Linked DNA regions of Rattus norvegicus: region 2 is linked to region 1. The links are chromatin contacts, called in public Hi-C maps. All regions are on one chromosome and are shown on one strand. Each heading gives the region's core, a stretch centred on a gene start, on an enhancer-like site or on the middle of the called end of the contact. The rest is flanking DNA. Distances are from core to core; before and after follow the strand shown. Region 1 holds the start of Nbl1 (NBL1, DAN family BMP antagonist). Region 2 holds the start of Slc66a1 (solute carrier family 66 member 1).

What was found. Hi-C and Micro-C count contacts between places; a contact is called where the count stands out from the background.
Region 2: a contact with region 1 is called in a Hi-C map of liver, with 2.7 times the contacts expected there. The contact joins the promoter of Slc66a1 here to the promoter of Nbl1 in region 1. A contact is called at or near these places in 2 of 12 Hi-C or Micro-C datasets (liver and psoas muscle).

Annotation. Positions count from the first base shown.
Region 1 is chr5:156,611,322-156,614,652 of GRCr8, forward strand. It overlaps Nbl1 (NBL1, DAN family BMP antagonist), which reads right to left and starts at 1,861. Exons shown (of 4, transcript NM_031609.2): 1 at 1,695-1,861.
Region 2 is chr5:156,834,004-156,837,334 of GRCr8, forward strand. Slc66a1 (solute carrier family 66 member 1) reads right to left here and starts at 1,470. Exons shown (of 9, transcript NM_001399233.1): 1 at 1,423-1,470. Akr7a2 (aldo-keto reductase family 7, member A2) reads left to right here and starts at 1,586. Exons shown (of 7, transcript NM_134407.2): 1 at 1,586-1,875. The coding sequence starts at 1,641.

The DNA of each region.
Region 1 (3,331 bases), core at 611-3,110:
TCCTTCAGCTCCAGGGCAAAGCCTGAAAAAACTGTGCAGTGGGTTGATACCCCGGGGGTCTGTCCCCTGCCACCCAAGCCTACCTCCTACGGCCAGGTAGCTAGCTCCACTTCCAAGCTCTGGGTATTCATTCCTATGCAGACAATCAGGTCCCACAGACCCTTCTGCCCATAGACCAGAAACCGTCTCCAAAACAAATGTATGCTAACTACCGGCTGCAGGGCAGGCCTACACATCTGCTCAACAGAAGTTCCCCTCAGACCTCACCAACAACCCTGCCCACCCCACAGCCTCCGACCCCTGGGGTTGCCAGTGGGAGGAAGGAGCTGAAATTTCACTTTAAGGAGGCTGTACCTCTGGCTAGGACACAGCATCCACTCCCCTGTCTACCCCTCCAACACACAGGCCCAGGAGAGAGGTCTGGCTTTTCAGGGAAGGGTGGAGAGGGGTGGGGGTTGGGGGGTCACCAAGGAAACGCCCCAGCCTTGTCTCTTCTTTGGCTCTAAGTCAAGGCAAACCCGCCCAAATGGTTCCAGCATCCGTGGGAGTCTCGGGAGGCTGGCTGCTCAGTGACAAAGAGTGGGGGGCTGCCTGTTGACAACTTACTTCCCCACTCTCAGTCTGTGCCAGCGGGCTGTTTTCCTGGGGTGTTCCGAGTTTCAGGCTGGTGGCTTCCAGCTGGGCAAGGGCCTTGGAAAGCCTGCAAATGTGGCTTTCTCTCTTGATGCCCCCCATCCCCACCCCCACCCCCCAGCCTGGCCAAGGCAAGCAGCTGCCCCCTTTAGTGACGCTTGTAAAAGAACATCGCCTAGCCCGGGAGCCAGAGCCGGCTGGAGGGCAGGTGGCCGGCAGCAGAACCCTGCGGTGAACACTGCCTCACTGGGGTGGAATGCTTACAAGGCTCTACCCGCTGGAAACGCCAGCTAGCTCAGGCAGGCGGGCGCTCCCGCTTGTTCTCTCTCTCTCCCTCTCTGCCCCTGCAAGTGGGGGTGGGTGACACCGGCCAGACTTTGGAGCAGGGAAGAGGAGGATTTGGGGTCTTTTGTAGTGCCAGAGGAACTCTCCACGAGCCCAGCTGGGGGACCGCGCCTCGGAAGCTGGGGCAGGATACTATGATTTGGAGAGAGGAGGTCAGGGTGGTTCTCCGCGACCGAGGGAAAACAGAGAGACAACACGAAAGCAGAGACACAAGCTCAGAGAAAGTGAAAAACGGGGCGAAAGGGACAGCGGGAGGGACAGAACTAAGAGAGCATGGGGGCGGAAATGGAGCGATGGAGAGCCAGAGACCTGTGGATGGGAGACAGGGACCGATTGAGCAGCAGCTACGAAGGGACCAGGATAGATCCAGAGGACGCGTGAGTCCAGTGTCCCAGCGCTGCCCGGCGCCTGCCGGGCGACGCTCTCCCTCCTACTCTCAGTCTTGGCGGTGAAACTCCTACAAGAAACGGAGCCCCGGGGCGCGGCTGGCGACCGGCTCCGGACGCCGCCGGTGCCCCTGGCCACTCGGGAGCCGCGCCCACGTCCGGAGCGCGGGCGATCGGAGGCTCCGGGCTGGCCGCCGAGCTGCGCAACGCAGAGGTCGCGGGCTGGCGGGGAGTGGAGAGAAACTGCTGGGCTCAGGGGACACTGCAGGTCGCAGAAGCAAAGGGACCCCAGCTACCCCGCTCCGGCGTGCGGGCCCGGGCGAGACTTACCGCGCGCGGCGGCCGCGAAGAGCGCGGCGCGTCCTCTTAGAGGTCTTAGAAAGTGGGATGCGAGCCGCGGGGGTCGCAGGCCCGAGGTCCTCGGGCTGGGACGGCCCCGCGAGGCTCGGCTGTGCTTCGCTGCTGGCCGTCTGCGGCCCCGGGCGGGCGCGAGGCGCGGGGGAGCGGCGGGCCGAGCGCCTCCGACGTCAGGGTGTCTCAGTTCCAAATAGGGAGCGAGGGCGGGGGCAGCGGCGGCGAGGGGAGGGATCGCGCGGGCAGGGCGGGCGGGCGAGCAAGCGAGCGAGCGAGGGCCGCTCCCTCCGCGCGCGAGCAGGGGTGCCGGGGCCATGGGCCCTGCACCCCCGACGGCCAGGACAGAAATGAAAGGGCACGAGCCAGGCGCCCGGCCGCTTCCCAGGCTTTGGTTTTACTCCGCCTGGCTTTTCTAGGTTGTCAGGTCTTGCCATGCCTTGGAGTGACAATAGTGGACCTTTGGAATCCTTGGAGTGGGAGCCTGGCCTTGGACGCGGGCTGGGAGTGGCGCTCCAGCCTATTGGGGGTTCCAACACCAGGAACCCATCCGAAGCAGTGCCCGATCTTCCCTCAGAAGGTTGGGTTCTGATCTGTTCTGTGTTCTTGCCTCTTGACTTTCAGTTGCCTCGAAACAACTTAGCTGGAGCATCCAGAGAAAGATCTGAGAGGCCAAACCCGACTCACTCTGGTTCCTTGAAGAGAAGACAGTGCAGTTCCTTTCAGGGAGGGATTAGCTACCTAAACCCAATAAGGTGGATTGCACTGGGGTAGCCTGGTCCATCCTAGTAAGAAGAGAGCTCTGGATCGGTGCTGTAGTTCAGTTGGCAGAGTGCTTACCCATCATGCAGGAAACCCTGGCCTCTATTCCCCAGCATCCCATAAACTGGGTCTAGCAGTATCCACGAAAGGTCAACTAAAATAGCAAGTTCCAGGCCAGCCTATGAAGAAGAGGAAGAAGGTAGTGGGCCTTCTCTGTTTCTTGAAGGTGATAGACTGGGGCACCATCAAAAAGAATTGTGAGACTTGGGGATCTATCTGTGTCTGTTATATGAGCCCATTTATTTATTTATTTTTCTTCTTTTTCTCTTTTTTCGGAGCTGGGGACCGAACCCAGGGCCTTGTGCTTGCTAGGCAAGCGCTCTACCACTGAGCTAAATCCCCAACCCCATGAGCCCATTTATTAAGCCATTCAGTTGCACTCAGCCCTGCCCATCTGATGTCTCCAAGTGGTCAAGCATGGAGAGTGGGGAGTGGCAAAGAGGCCTCCTAGTGGGCTAACGGCCACACCATGGCTGCCCCAGGCAATCTGCTCTTCACCCCAGCTGTGCTGTTCCTCCGACTAGAATTTTTCCTTCATCTCCCTTTCAACACATCCTTCATCTACCAGCTAGAAAGCTTTCCCAAGATCCTCGGGTGACATACACTTCCTCCTCTTCCAGGAGTGATCTTGCAGTCTGGGATACATCTGTTCCTGCTAATCTCTCTTTATGATCTCCTCCATCAATCCCCTGAGGGTAGGACCCTTCATTTTGTTTTAGTGTTATCCCCCATTTAATAAATGCAGAGAGCTCAGAGACAACTTAAGTAGTTCATCAAAAAGTTATACAGTATGA
Region 2 (3,331 bases), core at 220-2,719, 220 kb after region 1:
GAGGGAAGTCATCTGCCAGGGCCATTCAGCCAGAAAGCAAGAGAGTCAAACCCCCATGGGAGAGGCTTGACTAGAGGCTGCCATGGCCCAGGCTTCCCCTTTTGTCACCAAGCTAAGAGGGCGTTTCCTCATCCAGGCGGCAGACTCATTCCCTTACCTTAGTTCCTACTTAGGCCAGTGAGGCCTGGACTCTTCACAAAGCTTAGGCTGGATCCGGACTGCTGAGCTTGCAGTGAGCAGGGCAGGGAGAGGAAGCAAGTCAGCTCGTTTCTTCAGGACACCCAGACTCTCAGTCCTAAGTCAGCCTCTCAGGCGCCCAGACTCAGCCAGCGGGTCGGGGTAAGGGTGCCTCCGGTCACTGGCTAGCTTACTGTGGTAGCTCCAGCATGGGACATAGGATAGATGGAAGGTTCTTTCCTGGTCTTAGTGGCTGGTGCGGATGATAGTGGCATAGCCAATTTGGGGAGCAATACCTGGCACCCCAATTTGCAGTCTAGGTAAGACTGTACCCTAAGAAGCCTTCTCGTTTATCCGACACACATCCTATTGGACTCCTTCTGCGAGTCTGCCTGTCTGACCCTGTCTATGAACTGGGGCTAATAACATTCTCCAGAAAGGCTGACCAGGGAGGCAATCTCCTACAACACCTATTTCCTCTCCAACTCCAAGCACAGCCAGGGAGGTGCTTCCCAGCAAAGCCCATCTAGCACAGTCAACAGTAATCTGTTCTTGCTGTAGTCCCCTGGATCACATGGCATGGAGTATACACGAAGTGAACAAGACCTGAAACTACACACTTCTTTGTTTCTTTTCGGGGCCGGTGGGGATGGGGTTGTTTGAGACAGGGTTTCTCGTGTAGCCCTGGCTGCCCTGAAATTAGCTCTATGGACCAGGCTGGCCTTGAACTCAGATATCCGCCTGCCTCTACCTCCCCAGTGCGTGCGCACATTTTTAACCAACCTTCCTTGAAACCCTGCCGTGAGCTTGGCGTGGACTCTGGCCCCCCTACCTGCAGAGCTGGGGAGAATGTGTCAAGCAAGAGAGCTCAATGGCTCCGGGATCCTACCCATTCCAGGCCTCCAAACCTAACTCCTTCCGGTGACTCTGCGGGTTCGGAGGGATAATGACAGGGCAGCAGCTGGGGCAAGCGCCGCGAGGCCCCCGCCCAGAGCAAGGAAAACAAGGCCGCCCAGTCCAGGAAAGCCAAGAGGCCGGAAGAGAGGGACCCGCAGGTGAGAAGTGGGGCCGTCCCGGATCGGATCCCTGGCCAGACCGGGCTGAGACCCAGGATCCGGCTCCCCAGGAGGGGACCAGCGCCGGGGACCGTGCAGAGCTGGAAGAGGGTGTAGGAAAGACTTGGCTGGGTGCGCCTGCCGTCCCGACCCCAAGCCCGGACCTGCCGCCAGCCCCCTTCATTCTCACCAGCTCAAAGATCCACAGCCGCTCTCAGCTTCAGGATCGGAGCCCGCCGGGGTCAGCTGACCTCTGCGACGCCCCGCCCACCCCGCGCTGTGGGCGGAGCTTGAGGCTTCGAGCGCGCAAGCGCAGTCTTCATGTTGCGTGCAGTGTCCCGAGCGGTGAGCCGCGCTGCTGTACGCTGCGCGTGGCGCTCTGGGCCTTCGGTCGCGCGTCCTCTCGCCATGTCCCGGTCTCCGGCACCCCGCGCCGTCTCTGGCGCCCCTCTCCGGCCCGGTACGGTGCTGGGCACCATGGAGATGGGGCGCCGCATGGATGCGAGTGCTAGCGCTGCGACCGTACGCGCCTTCCTGGAGCGCGGCCTCAACGAGCTGGACACCGCCTTCATGTATTGCGACGGCCAGTCCGAAAGCATCCTGGGCAGCCTGGGGCTCGGGCTGGGCAGCGGCGACTGCACAGGTAACCGCTGCACCCGGTCTTCCCCCGCACAGAGTAGAGCCGAGCCAGTGCTCGCACCCGGCGTGCACCGGCCAGGGTCTGCACCCAGAAGTTTCCTAAGCTCCGGTGTCCACAGCCTTGTCTACCCCGAGCTCCCAAGGCTACTGGAGTCCTGAACTAATTAACTGAACTTTGTCCCGCCTCTCCTTAGAAGCTTCTAGAGTTGCAGCTACGGGGCGGGTGCGTGGAACTCCCTTCTGTTGAGCCTGCTCTGACTCTACTTCCTACCGCAGTCCCCCCTTCCAACCAACAGTTGCCCATAGCCTTCCCTCCTACCACCCCAACCCCCGCCCCCACCAGGCTTCGTGTTCGTGTCATCCCCTCTTGCCCTCACCACCCCTGCGCTCCAGGAGCACGCTTACATTCCGGTCTTTGATCCGGACTAGGACTAGACTTTGTCCCGTGCTGTTGACAGTACCTGTGAATCTCAAGGAGACCTGTGGCAACAATGCCTGGGGCCCAGCTAGGAGCAGGGGTGGAAAGGAGGAATCAGGAGAGGGCATTTCGACCTTTGCGCCCACTCTCTGTGCCAGGTCTTACAATGGCAAACTCTGTAGCTCTCTGTAGGCTACAGTGGGAGAAGTGATTTCTCCACGGAGAGTTAAAAGTCTGACGGGGAAGACTGAAATCGTGATTGCTGAGGAGTGCAGAAAGGAACTTCGGTTGGGGAGGCTCCGGGGAGAGCAGTAGGCAAAAGTCAGAGCACTGAGGATGGACTCACAGTGTAGGTATCACTGTGCAGAGTGGAGAGAGCAAGAGAAAGGTGCACCACGGGCTTGAAGTCTTAGCTGTTGGAAGATGGAGTTCGAGCGGTGCGGAATGCATGTGTGGGGCAGGGTGATTAGCGGCGCACGTCGCATGTCCCGTGGTGGAAGGGGAGGGGAACCGTCCTTCATTTGCTTGAAACTTGTAGAGTATCAGGAGGGTGCCCGATAGATAAAGAGGCTTCACTCCCCCCCCTACACCCGCCCCCCGTCCTGAGGTTCCCCGGTTCCTGTGCAGAGGGTACGTTAGACTCACAATGGGGTAGAGATAGAGGGACTTAAATGTGCAGATCTCTCAACTGAACGCAGTAGATAGAGTCAGTTCTCCTGGATGACTCTCTTGATAAAAAACATTTTGTTTTTTCTCCTCCCAAACCCTCTTCTTTAGCCCAGTCCTGCTTTGGGTTTGAGGACTCACTGGGCCAAAGTCCTCAGGTTTTACCTGTAGCGAAAGTTTACAAAAAGAACGCTTCGGGGCCGGTGTTGTAGGGAGACGCTAGGGTCTGGCCATTATCCTGTGGGGTCAGAGGGCTCCCCTTGTCCTTGCCAGCATCCATCCATCTATCCGTCCATCCATCAGTCCAGGTAGTTGATTATCTGGAAAGAAACAGTGTGGAGCCGGGAGGAATAGCTCCAGTACGGTTGAATGTACA